Linked DNA regions of Hordeum vulgare: region 1 is linked to region 2. The links are chromatin contacts, called in public Hi-C maps. All regions are on one chromosome and are shown on one strand. The core of a region is the stretch at or near the end of the contact, and the rest is flanking DNA. Distances in the headings are between cores, read along the strand shown. Region 1 has its middle 44 kb from the start of LOC123446187. Region 2 has its middle 21 kb from the start of LOC123446164.

Evidence for each region. Hi-C and Micro-C count contacts between places; a contact is called where the count stands out from the background.
Region 1: a contact with region 2 is called in a Hi-C map of seedling, with 2.6 times the contacts expected there. The contact joins two enhancer-like sites. A contact is called at or near these places in 2 of 6 Hi-C or Micro-C datasets (leaf and seedling).

What each region holds. Positions count from the first base shown.
Region 1 is chr1H:469,161,373-469,167,709 of MorexV3_pseudomolecules_assembly, reverse strand. No RefSeq gene overlaps it. Among protein-coding and RNA genes, the nearest start is that of LOC123446187, 44 kb to the left of the region's middle. Within about 2 kb of position 1,354, at least 3 of the 3 cell types and tissues checked have open chromatin away from gene starts, as enhancers often do. A contact at or near this core is called in leaf and seedling, where this site is marked.
Region 2 is chr1H:468,974,335-468,980,419 of MorexV3_pseudomolecules_assembly, reverse strand. No RefSeq gene overlaps it. Among protein-coding and RNA genes, the nearest start is that of LOC123446164, 21 kb to the right of the region's middle. Within about 2 kb of position 3,934, at least 3 of the 3 cell types and tissues checked have open chromatin away from gene starts, as enhancers often do. A contact at or near this core is called in leaf and seedling, where this site is marked.

The sequences.
Region 1 (6,337 bases), core at 105-2,604, 190 kb before region 2:
AAGCAAATCAGTGCTCTCGCGTTTTTTCCTATTTAAAAGATACAACCATGCCTCTTGCAGAAACAATTTCGTGCCTCCACGAGAAGCAAATTCATGCTCTAGCGAAAGGTTTTCTTTTCCTTTTCCGAAAGGCATGATCGCGCCTCGCGAAAGAAATGCATACCTGCACGGAAGCAAATACATGCCTCTTATGAAAAGAAATACACATTTTTTCTTTCCCGAGAGAAGTAACTCCGCCCCTTCACGAGAAGTAAATCTGTGGCTCTAGCGAAAGGTTTTCTTTTCCTTTTCTGAAAGGCATGACCGTGCCCCGCGAAACAAATGCATACCTGCAAGAGAACCAAATACATGTATCTCATGAAAAAAACACATTTTTTCTTCCCCGAGAGAAGTAACTCTGCCCCTTCATGAGAAGTAAATCCGTGTCTCTAGCGAAAGGTTTTCTTTTCCTTTTTCGAGAGTCATGACGTGGCTCGCGAAACAAATGCATACCTGCACGAGAAGCAAATACATGCCTCTCATAAAATAAAGAAAATACATTTTTTCTTTCCCGAAAGGAGTAAATCTGCCCCTTCATGAAAAGTAAATTCGTGCCTCTCACTGATTAAAAAAAGAGAAATAAAACACATTTGCTTTCATTTCCCGAGAGGCACCATGCGTGTCACGGTAGCAAATTCTTGTCTCCACGAGAAACAAATCCTTGACTCTCTAAAATAAAAAGACGCGTGTTTTCACATAATTTTTTGTTCTTCCAAATCCTAAGAAAACTGAAAAAAAACGAAAAGCAGAAAAATGAAAAAAAGTCTTCTAAAAATCAAAACGTGTATTAAAAATTAATAAAAAAAAACGTACAGAACGCGACGCATGACGGACACGCTGAGAACGTGCCAAATGACATGCTCTCAGATTACTTCAAATGACCTTTGAGGAGGCTTCCGAACGAGTGTTCGTCGGATAGTTGCTCCCTACGCAACCGGGCCACAGGTTTTCCCAAAAGAGAAACATTTGGGCCTCCCCCATTACCGCCGGTCGCGCCACGGCTGTCTGCGAAAGACCCTCCACGTCCACGCCGAACCACCACCGCCCCACGGCAGCCGTCCCACGGCCGATCGACCATGGATAGACAGACTCATAGACCTGCCCGGAGAAGAGCGCGGTCCACCGGCCGGCACATGGCCGAGACCAGCGCGCGGCCGTACCACCATCACCATGCATGCATGCATGTGGGCCGGGCGCGCGCGCATGGACCGGCCGGAGGGATCACGCGCTTGCCTACGACTACGAGCTAGTAGCAGCGAGAGAGGGGTGCCTGACTGCCCGGCAGTACGAGCCTGACTCGAGACCGTGTCGTCCGTCAATGCGTGCGGGACCGATCCCCATCGGTCCGTCCTACTCGATCCCACCTTGTCGTCTTTGATCCGTTCGATATTCGTCGTCATGTGGTCAAGCCGAGTTTTAATCGCAACGGTGCCCACACCCACACCCAGACCCACACATGCAAGCATCATTTCGTGGACCCGAGTTTGACATTTGCTCGCTCGATCGCCGGCTGTCTTTCCCGGTCTACTGGTCTATAGCTCTATGTATGTATCAACGCGGTATTGCGACCTCCACCACGTAGCTCGCCAGGTTGGAGCTCTCGCCGAGCTTGCCATCTCTAGGTACTCCCTCCGTCCCGGTGTACAAATCACTCGCGTAGTTCTAGGTCATCGATTTGAGAAATTAAATATGTGTTATATATCATGAAAAATATATATCACTAATTTTTTACACGGTTGTAATTTCTAAATATATTTTTTATCACATATGATACATATTTAGATCGTTAAATTATTAGCTTAAAACTACGTAAATAACTTATACACCGGAACGGAGGTAGTAGACTGGATGGTTTACTAGTCTCAGTCGCGGCGCGCTACCCTTTTTTAATTACACGCTAGATTTACACTTTCTCTCCTACATGCATGCACGTGTGATGATGAGTGTCAAATTGTCAACTTAGCTTTATTTGTTCTCCGGCGCGTGAATGGCGAATGGCTGTTATTATATTTCCTTTTTGACGGAGTCTAGTATACTGCCTGCACACTGTTGGACTATTCTAGTAATTATTAAGTGGGTAAAGTTGCACCTGATGTGTGGGTGACGACCGATGACTAAGGATGTCAATTTTATTCATATGAGCAGGGTATATGTGCATATTTTTATATTCATGGATAATATCTATATCCTACCTGTTAAGTCATGAATAGAGTATGGGTATAGCCTTGTATCCACGGATATATCTGTGTCATGTCTACTTGTGAACTAATGTTAATGTGAAGTTGTCATCAATTAACCATTAATTGGTCATGCGACTCGTCTACTCCTATTAACTTTTGAGTATATTATGATTTCTAAATTTTGATAGGGGTCACGTACTCATCTACTTGTTATTCAGTCGAGATAATTGCATTTTGAAAAAATCTGCTATCAATTAAGTGTAAAATTGTCAACAACTTGTGTGCTGTTTGTTCTACCCATCGGGTACCCAATGGATACGGATACCTGTCGGGTATGAGTATGGGTAAAGTTTCATACACGTGGGTACGGGTATGGATAGAATTTTATACCCACTAACTATGCAAGTATGGGTATGTTATTGATCTATCCTGCACATACCTTGCCAATTGCCATCCTTATCGATTACTCAAATATTATATTACAAGTGTAGAAAAACGTCTTATCTTCTATTCTTAAATAACTACTATGCACTAGCTATTTTTTTATACATGCAACTATTGCCACAAGAGCAAGTCATGCATGCAAGTCATAAATTACATTGTTTTTGCATTACCTATGCATGCAAGCACCACATCATTAATTCATGCATGTTACTCAGAAGTTATTTTTCGCACTAGATCTTTTATTGAAAATATATGTGTTCGACACTTCCACCATTCTTATGTAGTTTACATTTACATTTTTGTTAAAAATGACATTCTTTTAATAGTAATTCAGTTTTTTTCTTTTTATACCCTTTGTATTTTCTTCATTTTTAAGCTTAGATTTGCTTTCATTAGTTATAGATATTCTTTAGTAACCTTTATGCGTTTTTTTAGCAAGGCCTCCGCAGCAACGCGCCGGTGCATCCTCTAGTATTAAGTTAAAGAGGGAGTACATTCTAACAACGGCGGAGCTAGAACATTTTTTTGGGCGTATCACTTAAGAAGAAAAGACAATGCATAATTCATTCGTACATGTGTCGACATTAAAACCGGCAGATCTCGGGTATGTTGGGGATCGTCGCATGGGAAACACAAATTTTCCTACGCGCACGAAGACCTATCATGGTGATGTCCATCTACGAGAGGAGATTTGAATCTACGTACCCTTGTAGATCGCACAGCACGAAGTGTTAAGAAATGCGGTTGATGTAGTGGAACGTCCTCACGTCTAAACCTGAGAATGGTTTTATATTTGAACCATACCCATACATTTATTTCTCAAAACCATACTTAAACCATACCCATTTGATGTCATTTTCAGCCCAACCAAAACTAAACCCATTATTTTTTTCACCAAAACCAACTTAAACCCAATACATAACCGTGGGTTTAAAACCAATACATAACTATGGGTTTTCTTTAATATACATATAATTGCACAAATTGACAAGTTAAGAAGCAAATGAGATAGAAAAGGCATAAGTGCATCTACAACAGTTTGAGAACAAAGTTAGCCTTGAGATACAGTCAACACACAACAAAAGGCAAAAAAAAATGACGACGTATGAATAGCTCACTAACAAGTGTATTAAAACAAAATTACTTAGCTAAAGGACAAGCAAACACTTCCGATTTTCATGTGGTATTTCTCCATAATACATAATTACATAGTGCATTACAACATGTATGCGGATCAAAGATATTCGTTCTCGGTTATCGTTGGTTATTGCACATAACCAATGCCTAGAAACCGGGTTGGACCCATAGTTTATAACCGTTTATAACCAAACTGTTTAAGCCCATAACCAACTATACCCAAACTGATTTCTCCACATACCCAAACCAAAACCAAACTAAAAAATGTCCAACCCAATAAAACCTAAACCAATCAAACCCAAAGTAATAACCGAACCGTTACACCCGGTTTTCTAATAACCATTTCCAGGTTTACTCACGTCCCTCGATCCGCCCCGCGAACCGTCCCACAAACCGTTCCGCGATCCGTCCCACGATCCGCTCCGATCTAGTGCCGAACGGACGACACCTCCGGGTTCAGCACACGTACAACTCGACGATGATCTCGGCCTTCTTGATCCAGCAAGCAAGACGGAGAAGTAGATGAGTTCTCCGGCAGCGTGACGGCGCTCCGGTGGTGGTGAAGGATCTACTCCTGCACGGCTCCGCCCGAGCTCCCTAGAAATATGATCTAGAGGTAAAACTATGGTGTCTAGATCTGAGTTGCACGTGGCAAAGTTGTCTCAAATCAGCCCTAAATCACCAGTATATATAGGAGGAGGAGGACTCCTACTCCAATCCTAGTCCAACTAGGATTGGAAAGTGGAGTCCTTCCCTTCTTTCCCACCTTTTCTTTTCTTTCTTTCTTTGGTTTTCTCTCTATGACGCATAGACCTTATTGGGCTGTCCCACCAGCCCACTAAGGGCTGGTGCTGTAATGCCCCAAGTGTGTAACCTTCCATATTTGGAACCTTCCCATGTGGGTCCACCTTGTCAATGACATGAGAGCTATCAATGCATGTGATTTCATGTGATGTCACTTGTTATTCTTCCTTGCATGCATGCATGCCATATCATATCATGTCCATGTTCTTGTGTTGTTGCATTGTGTTCTTATGAGGTGATGTGATGCATTGTGGTGTGTGTGATGTGTAGCTTGTGTGGGGAATGCTTGTGATAGAAGGGGCTACCTTGTGACTTGTTAGGTTTTTAAAAACCCTTCCCTCTCCCTTTTATTCCAAGCTCAAGATTCACTTGAGCCTACCCTGATTTTAAAATGCCCAAGTGCTAGCCTTGTTTTGTGGTGTGTTCTTGCTATTTTGATTAGGTGTAGAGTTGGTGCAAATAGATACAAAACAGATATTATAAATGCTGTTTTGTAAATATTTAGTTGCCCCAAAAAATCATTTTGCATTTTATTCAAATAGGTCATGAATTATCATGTCCAGGGATGTGCTAGCTTTATTTTTAACACTTATAGATTTCTTTGTGCTTTTCTTTTCTTCTCTGCCTTTTCTGTTAATGGAAAATCCTCCTAGGGTTTAATTCCTCTATCTGGCGCCACCCTGTGGGCTTCCTCCCACTGGCCGCCCCACTCCCTTCTCTCTCTCGCGCAGGAGCCCGCGGCGCGTCCCTCTTCTTCCTCCTTTCCAGCTCGACAACCCAGGGCCACTTTCAGCGACTCTTTCCGCTCCTCTGTGCTTTCCACCGAAGCTCTCCTTGCGCACATGGCCGCGACGCGTCCCTCTCCTCCTCCTTCCCCTATTTAATCCCTCTTGGCGTCCGTGCCAAGGCTAGGGTTCCTCCTCCTCCGCCGCCACTTCTTCCCCATCTCCCTCTCTCTCTCTGTCGATGACATCAGGTAAGAGATCGGCGCATCCACCATGACCGGCTCGTGAAGGAGCTCGCCGCCGTTGATGCTGTGGCTCTGCTTCCTCTCCAAGGTGCCGTCGAGCTCGCCGGATCTCGTGGGAGTCCATTCCCGCAGCTAGGACGTGGCTTCCTCCTCTTCTTCCCCTGCATCGACGACGACCCCTTCCGCTCCGACAACCTTCTCCGATGCGGCTCCTTCCTCGCCGTCCTCTGCTTCCTCTCTGGTCGGCTCGCTTCCTTCGGCTGTGGGGTGAGCAGATCCTTCTCCCCTTCCCTGTCTTCGAATCGAGCGTAGGATCAGTAGGTTCGCCGCCGTGCTGTTCCCTGTTGTCGGCGCCGCCGCGCGTCGTAGAGGCGTAGCAGTAGTGCCTCTGGGTAGATCTAACTAGGGAAATGGAACCGTGGATGCATGGGCGTCCTTCCATCAACGAGCCGGTGCTTGATTTTGCTTGTGTCGCCGGTGAGGTAGCTCCCCTGTTCCGACCGCCGTGGATCATCAGTGGATCCCGAAGGGTATGCTCAAAAGAGTAGAGACCCCTTCTATGTCAGACATCGTTGCGTAGCATAGTGGTTGTGTGTTGTTGTTGCCTGTTGGAGGTTGCGGGTTCGATCCCCCCTCGGCACCCTTTTTGGGTTTATTTCCATTCGGCACAGTAGTTTGGCACAACAGAGTAACTTAACCTTCTAGGCTGCTCTGTTCTGTCGAGCAGGTGCAACTCCGCCCATCGGTGTGTAGCAGACTTGAG
Region 2 (6,085 bases), core at 2,685-5,184:
ATTCATTGGATGAATACCTACAGATGTGTGAGAACACATGTGAAGACATCCTGGTAAGATTTACTACTGTTGTGTTCACAGTGTTTGCAACTTAGTACCTGATTGAACCATATGTCGAAGAGTCTGGGAGGATCTTCGCAATGTCTGAAGCTTGTGGGTGGTCTGGTTTGTTTGGATCTCTTGACTGCATGCATTGGAGATGGAAGAACTATCCAACAACTCTACAAGGGCAATATCAGGGTCACGTTACGAAGCCCACCATCATTATTGAAGCAATTAGATCACATGATCCTTTGATTTGGCACATTTTATTTGGCATGATCCTTTGATTTGGCACACTGTATTTGGCAACGATCACCATTGTTTGCTAGGCTGACTGAAGAAAAAGCTCATCCTTGCCACTATACCGTCAGTGGACATGAATACAACATGTATTACTATCTGATTGATGTATCTATCTTCCTGGGCTACCCTCTTCAAGATCATCACCGACGCACTTGGCCAGAAAAAGCCTCACTTTGCAAAAAAAAAAAAAAAGCGACTAGGAAGGATGTTGATAGGTCATTTGGAGTTCTTCAAGCATGATCTAAAGTTATTCATGGACCTACTAAACAATGGGATCCGAAGACCTTGCAGGTGGTGATGGCATATTTCTGTGATGACGCACAACATGATCGCGGAGGACGAGGGTGAGGAACTAAGGATGTTGCCATTGCTCTCAAATTTGAGAACATGGATGATCCCATCAAACTTTGAAAAAAATAATAACCGGGCCACATTTGATGAGTTTTTTCAAATGCATCAACAAATTCGGCATCGAGCAACTCATGGGAAATATTTGATCATCTTTGGGCGGTTAAAGTGGACAAGTAGTACATATGTTAGGACAGAAATCGCTCAACACTCTCCGCCATTCCCCGTCGATCATTAAAGCTTTCGCCCAGAAATCGCTCAACACTCCGCCAAACCCTCGGGAAGGGTCAGGCCAGACCAATAGCTATCGCGACAACCCAAAGTACGATCAACCACAACCTAGTAGAGAGGAAGAAACCCTTCGACGATGACTCCAAAGAAAAAGGCGCCAACACATAATCATCGCCGGTAATCGATCCCCATCGGAAAGCAAGGCTTTCGCCCAGAGCCATTCGCCCTCCACCTCAGCGGGCCTCGGGGGAAGGGGCTCAACCAACGCCGGAATAGACCACCGACAATGTTAGGACATGACCACCGGAACCAAGAGCATGTCGGTCGAGCCACTACAACACCTAGGAGATGAAGACCACCAACTTGTAGCCACTATCGCACCGTCCACGCCACCACCACCGACCACTGCGCCCTCCACACTGCCACAACCACAGCACCACATCGACCACAAATACACAGTGCATCCATGCCACCGCGCCCTCCTAGAGGCGGTCGTCACCGCTATACACGGAGTCATTCCCATCCGCTCACATCTCTTAGAAAGAATCTTGTATTTCACGTGTGAAATCAAACCCACTTGGATGCAAACAAAATGGTGGATTATTGAAGTGAGCATGATGTCGTAACCATACATTTTTTTCTATTCCTATGTTTATGGAAATCCATGAATAAGAATTAAACCTATTTTTATGCAAACAACATAATGTATGATCAAAGTGGACATACCATGGTAAGCCCATGTTTTTTTTCGTTCCTATGCTTTTGCAATTCTGCGAATAAAAAATAAAACCCATTTTGATGCCAACAAAATGGACCATGTTAACTGGCGAACGTTCGTCAGGTAGGAACTTTGCAAACGTTTTAGGTGGCATTTTTAGTTGTGAGAGGATACCAATTTCTTGAGAGCGACACAACAGTTTCTACTCCCTCCATGGCGGTTTAGAGGCGCGCATGAGCAATTTCTTGGATCAAGGTGAATCTTGATTGACTTTAAATTTTTTGTAAATGCTCACACAATAACCGCACGGCGCCTAACTATTTGAGAAGATAATGCACAGTAACTCACACATCCAGTAAACAAAGAGTGCACGCAGTCTACTAGTATTTTTAATTAATCAAGCATTAAATATCATGCGTCTTAATCCTCTTTTATTCTGAAAATGCATGTAAACGGCACGCATTCTAAACCGTGACGGAGGAAGTACTGAAAAGGCATTATTTATTTTGAAACTGCCGCCGCTTGATTTTCCTTCACAACTAAAACTACCATTGAAAGAATTGACATTCAATTGCCACCCCTCTCCCAGCGGACGTTAGCTGGGTAAACACTACCGAACAAAATTATGTGTGATTGAAGTGGACACGCCATCCTACATTTGTTACGACGTCATGCTCACTTCAATAATGCATAATTTTGTTTCGAAAAAAGACGTAACCCTACATTATTTCTATTTCCACGCATTTAAACATGTAAACATTTTAAACATTTTCCACGCATCGCCTCGATTCCGTTGGCTGTTCTAGAAGAAATCGAGACGACTTGGGTTCTTTCTCGTCGAGGCAAAGGCAAGCACAATCGATCGTACTCCCTTCATCTTAAAATAAATGCCTTAAACTTAATACAATTTTGTACTAGAACTAGTATAAAGTTAAGACAGTTATTTTGAAACGGGGAATAGCTAATAAGCAATCACAAAACTCCTCGCCTTGCTCGTGTCTCCGTCCAGCCGCAGATTCAACGGGACGGCCAGCGGCACGCGCGCTCCGTTGTCCTCTTCCGTTGCCGTCGACAACAGCCACCTTCCCCTCGTCCGTGCGCACGCTATCTTCGATCATCGCCAGTGTCGCCGTCACATCGGCCAGGCTGATCACAAGCCCCGGCCCGGTACACGACGACCCATACGCTTGTAACAAAACCCCATCTGTGAGAACCGGGACGAGAACACCTGCGACTTGGGGAGCCCGTCGCGAAAGCGAGGCGTGCGTGCGCCTCTTTGACGAGACCCGCGCTAGCTGCCACGCACCGCGGCCGCGACGTCCCCGGTTTCATTTCTTATTCAGAGAGCGGCCGCTGCACCTGCAGCTGCAGCTCAACTTTCAGTTTCACGCGCGCACGGACACGGACCGCTCTCTTTTCTTTGATCGATCGATTTAAAATGTAGTAGAAGTATGTACGCATGATAATCTGGCGCCATACGCACCAGGAAGCCCTGACTGATGATTAGATCCCTCTTCTTTGACCGGCTAAATCAATCATCGGTCGCCAAACCTCCGAGCTTATCTTATCCGGTGTAAAACGGCGTAAACAACGAACGCCGAACTGGCGAAGCCCTAGTTTACACCGGAAAGAAAAAGAGCCACGTCGCACCGCCACCGCACCGCACCGGTCGCCGCCTCGCCGGATCGGTAGTACGGAGTAGTATTCTACGGCCATTCTGCATTTGTGCGTGCTGCGACGACGCTTGGTGACCATGCGTGGCGACGGCGTGCTACACGATGCATGACGTGGCCTGAACCTTTAACAAAACTAGAAAGCAGGTGTGTGCGCGCGCGCGTGGCCTTTAAGAACTTCTCGATTTCTTCTACCCGTGAGACCTGTCGCTCGCGGGCGGGTCTCCGTGGCGACCTTGACCTTTGCAAGCTCTGCGCGCTCTAATACATGTTCAAAGCTGTCGACGCGTGCCGTATGCATCGTCCTCCTGCTATGCTATGCTAGGCTAGCAGACTGAGCTGTGAACATCAACGAGATCGCTCGCGTGCTCTGGGCCTCTGGTGTGCGCGCGTACCGGCTTAGCTGACGGGCTGAGCCTTGACCGTAGAAAAAAAGGAAGCGGTTCTGCAGTGTGCATATGCTCCCTCCTATGATATGATGTGAATGTGATAGCTGATTAGCTGCTGCTGGACAGACTGAATCGCCGTTTGACCCGACCGCGACCGCGAGCGAGCCTGCAGTTCTGCATGGGACAAGCTTCGTTGCGCACTGGACCTTGCTGGTCGTGGTGTACAGCCTTACTCCGCTATTTTCCTGCGAGATCTTGAGAGGCGGACGGCGACAGTGCGTTGGGCTCTGGACCGTGCTCATCGTGGTGCAGAGGTTCGGCGCAGAGATAAGCTGCCGGGTGATTCCTTTACCCTTATTAGGGCGCGCTGTTTCTTCACCGTATTAAATAAAGATATATTAAATTTATTGATGTAATTTACAGGTCTATATCTATTTCCAGATGATGAGCAAATGTCTGTATTTTTTTTACCAATGTATTTAGCACAAAACGACAATCCAAATAGAGCTTTAGAGCGTGTTTGGATTGGGTGTGCCTAAATACACAGGTGTTTAATTTACAGGTCTGACTTCTCGAGACAGTAGCGATTTTCGGCTGGAAGCAAAACGACGGGAGCAGACAGGTGTTTAATTGTTTACAGGTGTATTGCTAAAGTGAAACGACATTCCAACCATGTCCTTAGTATTGTGCTGGTTCAGTGGTCAGAGTTCACCTTTTTTTTTAACGATATTCAGACTAGGGCATAGTTCATACCATTGCAGGTGGCATTCTCTTTCTGCTTCTTTGTTCTCTTTTTTTTTTTTTTACGTTTTTCTCTTATTATTTTTTCTTAGGAAAGGAAGTTCTGAATAGGAATAGCAGCACAAAATAAGAGTCAGTGGGCTGTGGACCTTACAAGGAATTGGTCGAGCAATTTTCAAGCCCATACAGTGTAGGCCATATGGCCCATACACAATCAATCTAGAGTGCTTTATTTAAAAACAAATCATTGATTTGTTTCCATTACTGCATTATTTTATTTGAAATTTAATAATTTAAATTTCTCCGCACATTCTTTAAATTTTGAACATTTTACATATTCATAATTTTCTTGTCAAATTTCTTAAAACTAATTCTTTAATATTTTCGAAATCTATAAATATTTTTTAAATTGGCTAATTTTTTTGAATTCACGAAATGCTACAATCTGTCAAAAAGTCTTCTTGTTTTCCAGTGGAGTGAGCGCCACAATAAAAACAATGCTAGCAAGCGCTGTTGGGTCTGGTCGTCCATGCGCTATAAGAGCAATTCATGGCACAAGTCTAGAACCAATTGGCCTAATTTTCAATGGCATATTACTCAGTTGAATCATTCACACTCCGGTATGGGTGTGAGCGCAGCTGGGTTAGCGACCAAACAACTGCAACATTGATTGTGTCATTCTTTGTGCTTCGTCTAGGTTCGATATTGTACTTATCATGAAATTGCTACATCGCCCTGTGCATTTGCTAGAAATCACCCGTCAAAATCAACCTTCTCTCTTTCTCTCTATCTTTGTGGTATTTTATCAAACACTTTGAGGCCACCGTGGTCCGAGCTCATGGCGGCCATGGTCGGTGGCGAGGCAGGGTATGGAAGAAGGCTCTAACTTAATGGGTCTTCCGACGTTGGCTTTATGGTGGCGTCACCTCGGATGAAAGGTGCCTACCACATCCTCAATAGATGGTACTACGATGCCAAATCATAAGAAAATGACCGGGTCACCGGCCCTCCTTGACTGCGTTGCAGCCGCATGTGGAGGGAAGAACGACATCGGTCCCTGGTCGATCAATGACTGACAAAATACCTCCTGCATTAGGTGTGTGAACTTATCTTCTGATTGGACCATTGTATTGGTCAACTAGACTGAATGCATCGAGGGCTCTAGAGAGGACACTAGAGAGGTTTTGAGTGGGTCCAGGGAGTCAAAGTCTGCTATGGCGGATGTCCACACTTCCCCAGAAGACCCCCCCCCCCTTTCCCCGATTTGCGACCAACTTTTGGGATTTCGGATGTCCGCAACGGTCCAACCTGGTTTGATGATCCACGTTGAAGAAAGTATTCAAATGGCATGGCCCGAACCAAAGTTGAAAAAAAATGTCTACGTGATCTAGGTGGTTTACCTTTGCCTAGTGCCTTGGCGGTGCTTAAACGCCCTAGGCAAAGTTTAGGCGGTAATATAGTTTTTTACTATTAAGATGCATCTATAATTGTTTATATGTATATTAATGTTAATTTAGGGCATATAAGTAAGTTAACTATCGGTACTCACATTGGTATATAGTCCGTTTGGCATATCAGTGCAATATGACATAGTTTGTCGCTTGGGTAAGTAATTTCTTACTTGTCCTGTCTAGACTTTC